2 separate regions of the Sus scrofa genome follow, and region 1 is linked to region 2. Evidence: chromatin contacts called from public Hi-C data. All regions are on one chromosome and are shown on one strand. Each heading gives the region's core, a stretch centred on a gene start, on an enhancer-like site or on the middle of the called end of the contact. The rest is flanking DNA. Distances are from core to core; before and after follow the strand shown. Region 1 overlaps LOC102160563 (a long non-coding RNA gene). Region 2 overlaps CDKAL1 (threonylcarbamoyladenosine tRNA methylthiotransferase).

What was found. A called contact is a pair of places that touch in the nucleus more often than the background predicts.
Region 1: a Hi-C map of liver shows a contact between it and region 2, with 2.0 times the contacts expected there. The contact joins two enhancer-like sites. A contact is called at or near these places in 3 of 47 Hi-C or Micro-C datasets (liver and skeletal muscle).

What each region holds. Positions count from the first base shown.
Region 1 is chr7:16,661,928-16,667,296 of Sscrofa11.1, reverse strand. The region is part of intron 1 of LOC102160563 (a long non-coding RNA gene); the gene reads right to left. Among named protein-coding and RNA genes, the nearest start is that of SOX4, 220 kb to the left of the region's middle. Within about 2 kb of position 1,551, at least 32 of the 83 cell types and tissues checked have an H3K27ac peak or open chromatin away from gene starts, as enhancers often do. A contact at or near this core is called in liver, where this site is marked.
Region 2 is chr7:16,437,217-16,442,160 of Sscrofa11.1, reverse strand. The region is part of intron 12 of CDKAL1 (threonylcarbamoyladenosine tRNA methylthiotransferase); the gene reads right to left. Among named protein-coding and RNA genes, the nearest start is that of SOX4, 450 kb to the left of the region's middle. Within about 2 kb of position 1,985, at least 9 of the 83 cell types and tissues checked have an H3K27ac peak or open chromatin away from gene starts, as enhancers often do. A contact at or near this core is called in liver, where this site is marked.

The sequences.
Region 1 (5,369 bases), core at 302-2,801, 230 kb before region 2:
GGGAGTGAGCAAAGCCTTGCCTGCTCTAATTTCAACCATCTGAGCCACAGTTTCCTCATCTGCTGCAATGATGCTTATCAGCTCTCCAAGCCTCTGTCCTGGTTTACTGGAGACGATCAAACAAAGAAGCAAAAGGAGTCTGAGTACAGACTAGCCAAAACCATCAAAAAGCACTGGACCTGTCTTTCTAAACCCCACAGAGACCTTCAAAATATGTGAGTCTTCAAGAAAAAGAGTCCTCACATAGCAGGGCAGCAGAGGGGAGAAATGGAGGTCAAGGAAAAAGAACTGTGGTCAAGGACCTGAGTTCAAGCCCCATCTTTCATTGACTTTCTGGGAGATTTCAGTAAGAAATGCAACATTTCTAAGCCAAATTCCTTACCTGTAAAATGGAACAAATAAAGTACCCCTTCCATTGGGTTATTTGTAAAAATAAACTCACACAATGTAAGAAAGAAATTTTATAAGTTCTCAAAAGCTATAGTCGTATAAATCTCATCCCACATTTTTTTGGTTTTTTTTTTTTTTTTTTTGAAGGCATATCCTACATCTGGATTCAGAGCACTCTTACTGTTCACCAAGGTGCATGGTACGTCATCCTCACAAAGTGAATTTTGTTCCAATGCATACAATGTCCAAGATTTTCTGTTGAGTGGACCTGCTTCCTTGGTTATGTGCTAGAACTTAACTCCAAAGAGAAAGATAAGAAATTGTCTCCTTGTACTGAAAAGGAGTTGTTTGAGTTGTTGTTGTTTTTAGTGCTGATTGGAAAGGTGGCCAAATTAAATACAGATTCGAGCTGTTCTGCCGACAAAGATCTGGAGAGAATTGAGTTTGCCGTGACCCTGATGTGAGCAAAGTTGAGCGGGGCAGCCTCCTCCTGTTCTGCTGCCTGGGATGGGGTGGGAGGGGACCGGTTCCCACAGGCGCCTTCTACTGGTCCCGCCTTGCTGCCCAGGCAAGGGAGCAGAGCCAGGGTCAGCTGCTGTCCTCCCAACACAAATTTCACTCTTGTAGGGTTGCCAGATACAATACAGAACACCCAGCTAAATCTGAATTTCAGATAAACAACGCATGATTTTTTAGAATAAATATGTCCCAAATATTGCTCAATCTGGTAATCCCAAACTGCTGCCTGAGGCAGACGAATCATGAAATCATATAAGTTTTTTTTGAAGAAGGAGAAGAAGAGAAACCCTAGCAATCTTTCAATTCAGCCTCCTCATTTTATGTATGGGAAAAAGGAAAGCTACTTGCCCTCGTAAATGGCACCAGAGCCAGTCCTAGAATTCCCTCTAAAGAGCTGACTTTCTACCCATAGCAATTTTGTGACTGATTTTTCTTTTTTTAAGGCTATTGAATACACAGTACCTTCCATTTTTCTGAATATTTGTTCACATAAACCCAGGAAATTATTGAGCTGTGATTTGTGGCTGCTGTTTTTATACCAAGGCCTTTGTGTGTTTTGCGGCCAACAGACACAGCCAGCACTAAAAGGTTAATTAATAACTACCCCTGACTGCCTCTGCTGACCACAGAATGCCAGACCAGGAGGGGATTTTGTCTGAGGTCACTTATTTCACAGGATTTCCACCACAACTTCACTTGAGATAATGCGGTCATCAAGCCAGGAACGAGCAGAATGAAGAGAGGTGAGAAAGGAGGCAGAGTGGGAAAAGGCTTTTACCCTAGAACTCAAAATCAAACTGTACATGTTTCAGTCACAGGCTCATCCTTTGACCTCTGACCTCTGTCCTCAGACCCTGACTCTCTGCAGACCCAGGGCTCCTTCCCCCTTCCATAGCTGGGGCACCCATGGCTACATCCATCCATTTCTTCTCTTAAAGACAGGGACTGAAAAGTATTTGGAAGCAGATTTTTACCTCAGGTCAAAGCTTACAACAAAACCTCGTGCATGTGTAACTTAGCTGGACTTGAAAGAAGGCTGGGATGCCTACCACGTTTTAGGTAGAGACGGGGAAAGATGATACTCAAAAGCTTCAGTTTCATGAATATCAACCAGCACGTTTTTTCCCCTTCCTTGTCTTTTCAAATATTTTCACCTCGTGCTATGAGTCACTTGGTACAAACAGAACACTATAAAAAGACAAGCTTTGTCTCATCACTTTTTCTCCCCCCCCACACACGTCAGATCTGGCCAACACGCTCTGCCTCTGTGACTGGCCAAGTCCCAAGGACTGCAAAGTGTTTTTGGAACTGGTGTTTATTGTACCCTCTTCTGTCACTTGCCCTTAACAGCACACACGGCCCACCAAGGGACTTTCCCCTCCGTGCTCGGCAGTTCGCGCTCAATCCCCTTGGCAAGGATCGCCGTGACTGCACAATCTCACACCTGCCAGCACTGGAAAGTTCTGGAAATAAGGACTCTGTGCCAGACATTCCTCTGGAGCACTTCACCCCATCCAGTTCCTCATTCTCCAGGCCATTAGCCGAGTCACCAACTTCTTGAACTTGGTTCAACTTTCTGCAGCAAAAGTATGCAAAGAGCCTGTCTGAGAACCCAAGCGGCTGCCCAGGCCCTGGGCTCTAATGCTGGCTCCCTTGCTGCCCTTGATGGCCTCCCCCAGGGAGCATGCTGCACACTTTCCAGGCCTCACACCTGCTCTTCCCTGGTTCTTCAGGACGGCTCTGCGACACTGAGTGAGCAGGCTCAGATCAAGTAACATGTTGTGAGGATTTACCTTGTGACATGTTTGTGCTGCTTCCTGTTTCACTATTTCATCTCTTTTATCTCTAGGAATCCTGGAGTCGATCCTACCGGGGTGAGGGTGGGGTTGGGGGGCGCCGGCAAAGAAATGTTTCTCTGTGCATCAAAAAAATAACTGGAAGATAGATTCCAAATGGTTAATAGTGATTTGCTTTTGTGATTTTTTTTTTGCATTTTTTTTTTTTTTTTTTTTTGCTTTTTAGGGCCTCACCCCCACCCGACATGTGGAAGTTTCCAGGCTAGGGGTCAAAGCGAAGCTGCAGCTGCCAGCCTACACCACAGGCACAGCAAGGCCAGATCCTGAACACACTGAGCAAGGCCAAGGATCAAACCCACATCCTCATGGATACTAGTCGGATTCATTTCTACTGAGCCACAATGGGAACTCCCTGTTTTTGTGATTTTTAAAATATAGATTATTTTTTGCTTCTTTTTTGTTGAGACTTACTTTTATCCAAGTCTTCTCTACCTTTTGTAACAAGAAAAAGGATGTAAGAAAAGCAATCCCTGAATAATCTTCTAGTATCTAGTGCTTGTTTTTAATAAAGTGTGTGTATATACTATATACGTAAGCATATTTAAAAATATACATACATATGCATATGCACATAAAAACCAAATAAAGTCCTACAATAAAGATGAAAGCTGATACATACCTAACAAACAGCTCACTGGCCATCTCATTTTTCTTCGATAATGTATGTCCTGGGGCTTGTTTTCCCACGAATGAGGTATATTTGTCTCCTCAGTCTTTTAGGGTTGACCCAAAGCACCATTCATCATCCTGTCGAGAGCTCAGGGAGAACCCTCTGGAAGCATGGAGAGGTGTAACAAGCCCGTCCAGCCTCGGCAGCGATGATGAAGGTGCCTGGCCACCGGGATGGAACCGAGTGTAGACGAGAATGCAGTGATGAAGGGTGTCATTTCCTGCCTCACTGGCCTGCACTGCAGGTGAGGCCCCCGCCCACCCCACTCACACCCTCATAGCCCTTCTTCCCCCTAATGTACTATGAAATTGAGTGAGGTTTTTCTCTCAGTGGAAATCAAGACTGGAATCCAGAGAGCAGAGCCTAAAGGTAGCCCTGTAAGTGGTATAACATGAAAACAAAGATGCCATTGACAAGAGAGCCCAAGGAAGATTTCCCTGTAGCAGCAAAAACACCCATCCTCAAAAACCAAACAAATAAATCAAAAAGGAAAAAACAAAAAACACAAAAAACCCGACTCCGGTTCTCTTGTGTGTTTCACCCCAAATTCCCTTTCTGTGTTGAGCAAATGCCGCAGAAGCCACCACCAACCAACCTCCCCCTTCCCTGCCCTCAGAAAACTCACAGGCTGCTTCCATGTGTGTGGATTTCATCTCTTTCTAAGGACCTTGTGGATGTCAAGCAAAGCCCACGCCCAAACTGGGGGCTCAAGGAAAACTGTATTGAGACACGATGTGAATGCCACAGGGTCAGGCCCCATAGACTCAAAGTAGGAGCCTTAACGTGAATAAGGGTAAGAACTGGTCCAAGCATGTCACCCTCCGCGGACCCCTGGTGATGAAGGCCCAGCATCCCTTCCTGCTATGTGTCTCTCTGAAAGTTCAGTGCCAGTGAGCCCCCAGCCCCTTCTGTGAATCAAGGTTAGATAATGAAAATCAGCCTGGGTGGGGGAGGGGTATTCATATCCATCCCTAGTAAGAGTCTTAAAATAAATTTCCTTTTCTCAAGAGACCTGGATATGCCATGAAAGAATGGTAACTCCCTCAGTACAGGCGGTTAGCCCCCCTGAGCCCAGGTCCTCACCCAGAGGAGAAGGATGGAACCCTGATAGTGCTCATCCTCCTGTCAGCTCTGGGAGCCCTCATCACCTCCTCTTAGCAACTCAGCCCTTCTCTCCCCACTCTCCTGTGGGTTCGTTTGTCTAAGAAAGCTGCCATCTGTCCTGCATGCGACCTGAGAGTGGGCCTTGCAGGCCTGGTCCTGGCTCCCAGTCACAGCACTGCCCAGGCATGAAGGGTCCCTCCCACTCACAAAGGGAAGCCAGAAGTCAGGAGTGTGCTGAGGAGGCAGCAGGCGGGCATGGAGGCAGCCAGCTCTCCCTGGAAAGCCTCCCTAGATGGCCAGTGTCAGGCACACGTGTCAGGACAGCTGCACCCAGCACACAGACTGTCCTTTGCTTGTCCCTGAAGAGAAAAGATACAGAGATGCTATCCTGGAGCTGCCTCGTATGGGTTCATGAGAGCCGGCAATTCCATCTTCAGCAGGTTTGGGAGCCAGCAGAGTTCCCACAGGCAGCTTGAAAGGCAGCCACCCTCAATGTGCGCCACGGAAATCAGCAAAAGCTACTGACAAAGAGAATTTTTGTTTGTTTGCTTGAGAACTGGTTGTTTAACCTTCCCCAGCACAGCACTGGGGAGCCAGAGCACATGTTGGACCAGGACAAGGCCTGGGTTCCCCTCCCAGCTTTTCTGCTTACTACCTAGAAAACACAGGGGCAGGTCCTTAACCACCCTGAGCCTCTGTTTCCTTCTCTGTAGCATGTTGATAGAAACTACAAGAGGACTAAATGAGGTAATTTACTTAAAATGCTAAGAACTATGCTGGCACGATGTCTATTTTCCAATATTATCTGCTTTGAATACCCTGGGGCACAG
Region 2 (4,944 bases), core at 736-3,235:
AGAGATTCTACATGACCTTCGGCAACTACTGGGCCAAGGAGTCAAATCTGGTCTTACTTAGGACCTTGTATTAGAGTCACTGGTATACACTCTACAGTTTTCCCATGGACAAATCCCATGGGAAAACTGAACTGTCAGAACTGTCTTTGGAGCTGTAATTCCAGTTGGCAAATCATGTGGCCTGTTTCCACATCCTGATGCCCACTGAAGTCAGCCCTCCCTGCAGCTCAGCCAAACCTCCTCCCACCTCTGTCCTCCTCTGAGCTGCACTTCTGACCACCTGGCTCGAATGTCGTTTAACACACCTTTTCTCTGGAGAGCAGAGATACATCTCTAACTGCTTGGAAACAGCCCTGTGGTTCTGTGAGCCCTGGAAGCTGTTCTCAACAGGTCACCTGCCCATCAAAGTTTTCATTAGCTTATAATTTTCTCTTTCCTTTCCATACACCCACTTAGTTGCTTTAACAGTTCTTGGCTTATACTTCAATCAGAAGAAAAATGACGGATATTAACACTTCCTTTGGTAGGAGACAATATAAAACACTGGGGAACTTTTTTCATAAAGGAAATTATGCTGGAGAAGATAAAATAGGCGGTATATCGTATTCAACTTCGGAGGTGTCCCGAGAACTGATCTCTCTCAGAAATAGTTGAGCCACCAGCTTGAGCTGGCAGGTGGATAAGGGATATTCAGAGGTTTTTTTGTGTGGCCTTTTTATGTGGGTTTTGTTTTTATGTCTTTATTTTGATAGCTAAAACCTAAATATGCCTTCTATGATTTTGGAAACAAACATAACACTATTCAGATTAAGTTCCCAAAGAAGGCAGTGAGGGAAGAAGCCCTTTTATTTTCTGACAGCAAATTTATTATATACAACTACAGTAAAGTCTTGGCTTTGAACATTGAAGGTTATATGTTATTCATCCAGTTAACTGAAAACCAGTGCTATTTTCCTATGAGATCAAAGTCATACGGCCCAGTGAGGTATCTTCTAGGATCCAGAACAGAGGCTGACAAATGATGGCCCCTGGGCCAATGCAGCCTATTGCCTGTTGTTACAAATAAAATTTTATTGAAACACAGCCAGATTCATTTGCTTATGTTTTACCGCTAGTTGCTTTCACACTACAACTGCAGAAATTGGGTGGTTACAACAGAGACCTCCTAGCCCAGAAATCCTAAAGTATTTGGTATCTGATCCTTTACAGACAACGTTAGCCATCTCTGATCTAGAATCTCTGTCTTTGATCATGCCTACTTCTGGCAGGAGTCCCCTGATCCCTAAGCCAAATGAACAACCAACTGTCCAGCAAAATTCCTTGCTCCTTCTACTCTATTTATGAAGACAGTTGAAGAATCAATTGTAATTGACATCCTGACACCTATCAGGCAAAATAACAATTAGCTGTCTTGTGTTCAGGATTTTACCTTCTGAGCATCTTCTATCCATACAGAGAATGTTACAAGTTAGTTTCTAGAGCATACTGAAATAGACAGAGGGCTTTCGAAGCCTTCTGTACTCACATTATACCTGCTGATGACAGAAACTCTGAGATCATTTACTAAGTTTTAGCACCAAAGCCACATAGAAGGTTTCATGCACGAGTAACTAAAGCATGGTCATTATTGCTGGTGAGCCAGTTTCTTACACGCAGACCATGTGAACAATACTGTGGTACAAACTTGTTTAGCCTTGCTATCAGCAGTTTTAACTGAAACTAAAAGCTGAGCCAAAAATGGAATAATTAGGTTTTTTCCTATTGCATCATAGTGTGTCTAAATTACCTCCCACTTTTTAGCCTGTTAAAACAAACATCTCAGTCATGCAACCACCTGTTAATTCTCCAAGTGTTTAAAAAGTAAACATGTTAAACAAGTTGTGTGATGAACTTGGAACGAGGGTGGCCAAAGTACAATGAGCACAGCAAACATCTCCCCCTGAACTGTAGGAAGTGCCTTCAAGTCAACTTTGTCGTTACTTCCAAGGTCCAGGCCACAGAGATGAGAGGATGTTAAAAAGGAATTACATGCTGAGTCCTGCAGTCTCTGTGGGTTGCAGTTGGGTTTAAAAGATAAGGCACTGGGAGTTCCTGTCATGGCTCAGTGGTTAACAAATCTGACTAGGAACCATGAGGTTGAGGGTTCGATCCCTGGCCTCGCTCGGTGGGCTAAGGATCCGGTGTTGCTGTGAGCTGTGGTGTAGGTTGCAGACGTGGCTCGGATCCCACGTTGCTGTGGCTCTGGCGTAGGCCGGTGGCTACAGCTCCAATTAGACCCCTAGCCTGGGAACCTCCATATGCCACAGGAGCAGCCCAAGAAATTGCAAAAAGACAAAAAAAAAAAAAAAAAAAAAAAAAAAAAAAAAAAGAAGAAGATAAGGCACTATGCAAATGTGGTAAAACTTCTGGATTTCTAATAAGGTGGACATCTGTAGATCTCCATCCTACAGGCATTTCCTAAACTGTTTTTGAATTTCACTCTGCAAGGACAGAGAACACCAATGATCCCTTTTATTTCGTGTTTAAACTCCCTTTCAGAGAAAATGAAATGAAATGAAAGGCCTCAAGGGAGGATTTTTAACAGTTCAGGTTTCCAGACAATGTAATCATTTCAATTTTTATCAAAGCTGAGCTCCCAGGTGAATGACCCTCCACATGTGACGAGAAACCTGTGTATTCTGAATGTGAGGTTATACAATCGAGTTTTAACAATATCCATCTATTTAACTTCTGGTTCCTCAAACAAATTCAATGCTTTTGGTGCCCATTCTCTACTTGTAGATTAAAGTTTACTCAAGTAAAATAGAGTGATTATAAGGCAAAACTATAATACTGCTATAAATATCATATCTACATATGGATTCTCAAAGATGATAAAACCCATAAGCTTTCAAGAGTTTGATGTGCTTAAGGTATATTGTAATAAAATATAAATGTTTCAGTAAGCCCTATCATACTTTGTAGTAAGAAGCCAAAAGAGCAGGTGTGGATTTCAATGTACTGACTTTTGGTTTCTGCTTCTCTATGTAAGGAGCTTGGAAGTTGCCACTTTGTCCTAATAAGTAACAAGTTGAAAAGACCAAAAACAGCAACTCTCCTTAGAGAGGAGAGGACACAGTGAAACTGCTGCCCTCCCTCCCAAACTGGAGAGACCAAGAAGCAAATATAGGGAATACAATATATAATATATATATATATATATATATATATATATTGTCTGGAATAGGCTTCTCAGAGCAGAGAGAATCACTGTGGGAACAAGTGCTGGGGTAGGAAAACCTGAACTGTAACTATGAGATTGCTGGGGCTTGGTGCTGACAACTCTGAGTTAAAGACTCCAAAGGGATATAGTCATAGCTGCGGGCCCCCTCTCCCACCCCAAAGCATTGTGAAATTTACCACCAGGAACTCAATGAGGTTCCCATAGTAAATATAAGAGAAAAATCCCCTTAGGCTGAGCAGGAGGAGGGGGGAAAAGGTACCATTTTGAAATATACCCAGGAACTCTGTTCTGAAAGTCTGCCCTCAGGAGAAACTAGCTAGTCAGAGCCTAACCTGTGGGGTGTCATCAGAGCCTAACTGACCTGGGGAGAAGAACACTCAACTCCAGCCCACCTAGACATTCCATTCCACCTTAGAGGAAGGAATAAAACTGAGAAATATTGTTAAGTTCAAGTCTGGAGGCTTAGGCTACCTAGAAGACTGAGATCTAATTATAGGAATATAGACTATTTCCCTTCCTCCAACACCTTGACACTCACAAAGGGCAGGTCCTTTGAACCAGTACATCGTGTCTGGTTATCAAGAAAAATCACAAGGTATATCAAAGGCAAAAAATATACACAATTTGAAGAGACGGGGCAAACGTCACAACCAGACACGGCAATTATCAAACAATTATGATTAACACACTGATAGATAAAGCAGACAACATGTAAGAATAAATAGACAACCTAAGCTGAGAGAACTCTTAAGTTCTTTCTTAGGATGAAATGCTAGAGATCAAAAACAATGTAACAGCAATGAAGGATGGCTTTATGGGCTTATTAATAGACTAGACACAGCTGAGGGAAAAGTTTATGAGCTAGAGGATACATCGATAGAATCCTCAAAAACTGCAAAGCAAACTGAATGAAATGAGAGCAGAATATCCAAAGACTGTGAGATAACTATAAAAGGTATAACAAGGAGAAGATAGAAAGGCAAAGAAGAAATATTTGAAACAATAAGGACTGCGAATTTCCCAAAAATGGGGTCAGATACTAAACCACAGATCCAGGAAGCTCAGAGAACACCGAGTAGGACACAAGCCAAGAAAACTACACCCTGGCACTTCATTTTCGAATTAGAGTAAATCAAAGATAAAGAAAAAAATCCTGGAGTTCCCGTCGTGGTGCAGTGGTTAACGAATCCGACTAGGAACCATGAGGTTGCGGGTTCGGTCCCTGCCCTTGCTCAGTGGGTTAACGATCCGGTATTGCCGTGAGCTGTGGTGTAGGTTGCAGACGCGGCTCGGATCCTGTGTTGCTGTGGCTCTGGCGTAGGCCGGTGGCTACAGCTCCAATTGGACCCCTAGCCTGGGAACCTCCATATGCTGCGGGAGTGGCCCAAGAAATAGCAAAAAGACAAAAAAAAAAAAAAAAAAAAATCCTGAAAGGAGCCAGAAGGGGGAAAACACCTTACCTATAGAGGAACAAAGGTAAGGATTACATCCAAATTCTCCTTCTTCTTCCATGTAGTCAGGAAGAGAGTGGAGTAAAATATTTGAAGTGCTGGAGAGGAAAAAAAAAACATCTACCAACCTAGAAATCTGTATCTGCAAAATTACCCTTCAAAAATGAAGGAGAAAGAAGACTTTTTTCAGACAAAGAAAAATTGAGGGAATTTGTTTCCAGCAGACCTACCTTGCAAGAAATGTTAAAAGAAGTTCTCCAGAGAGAGAAA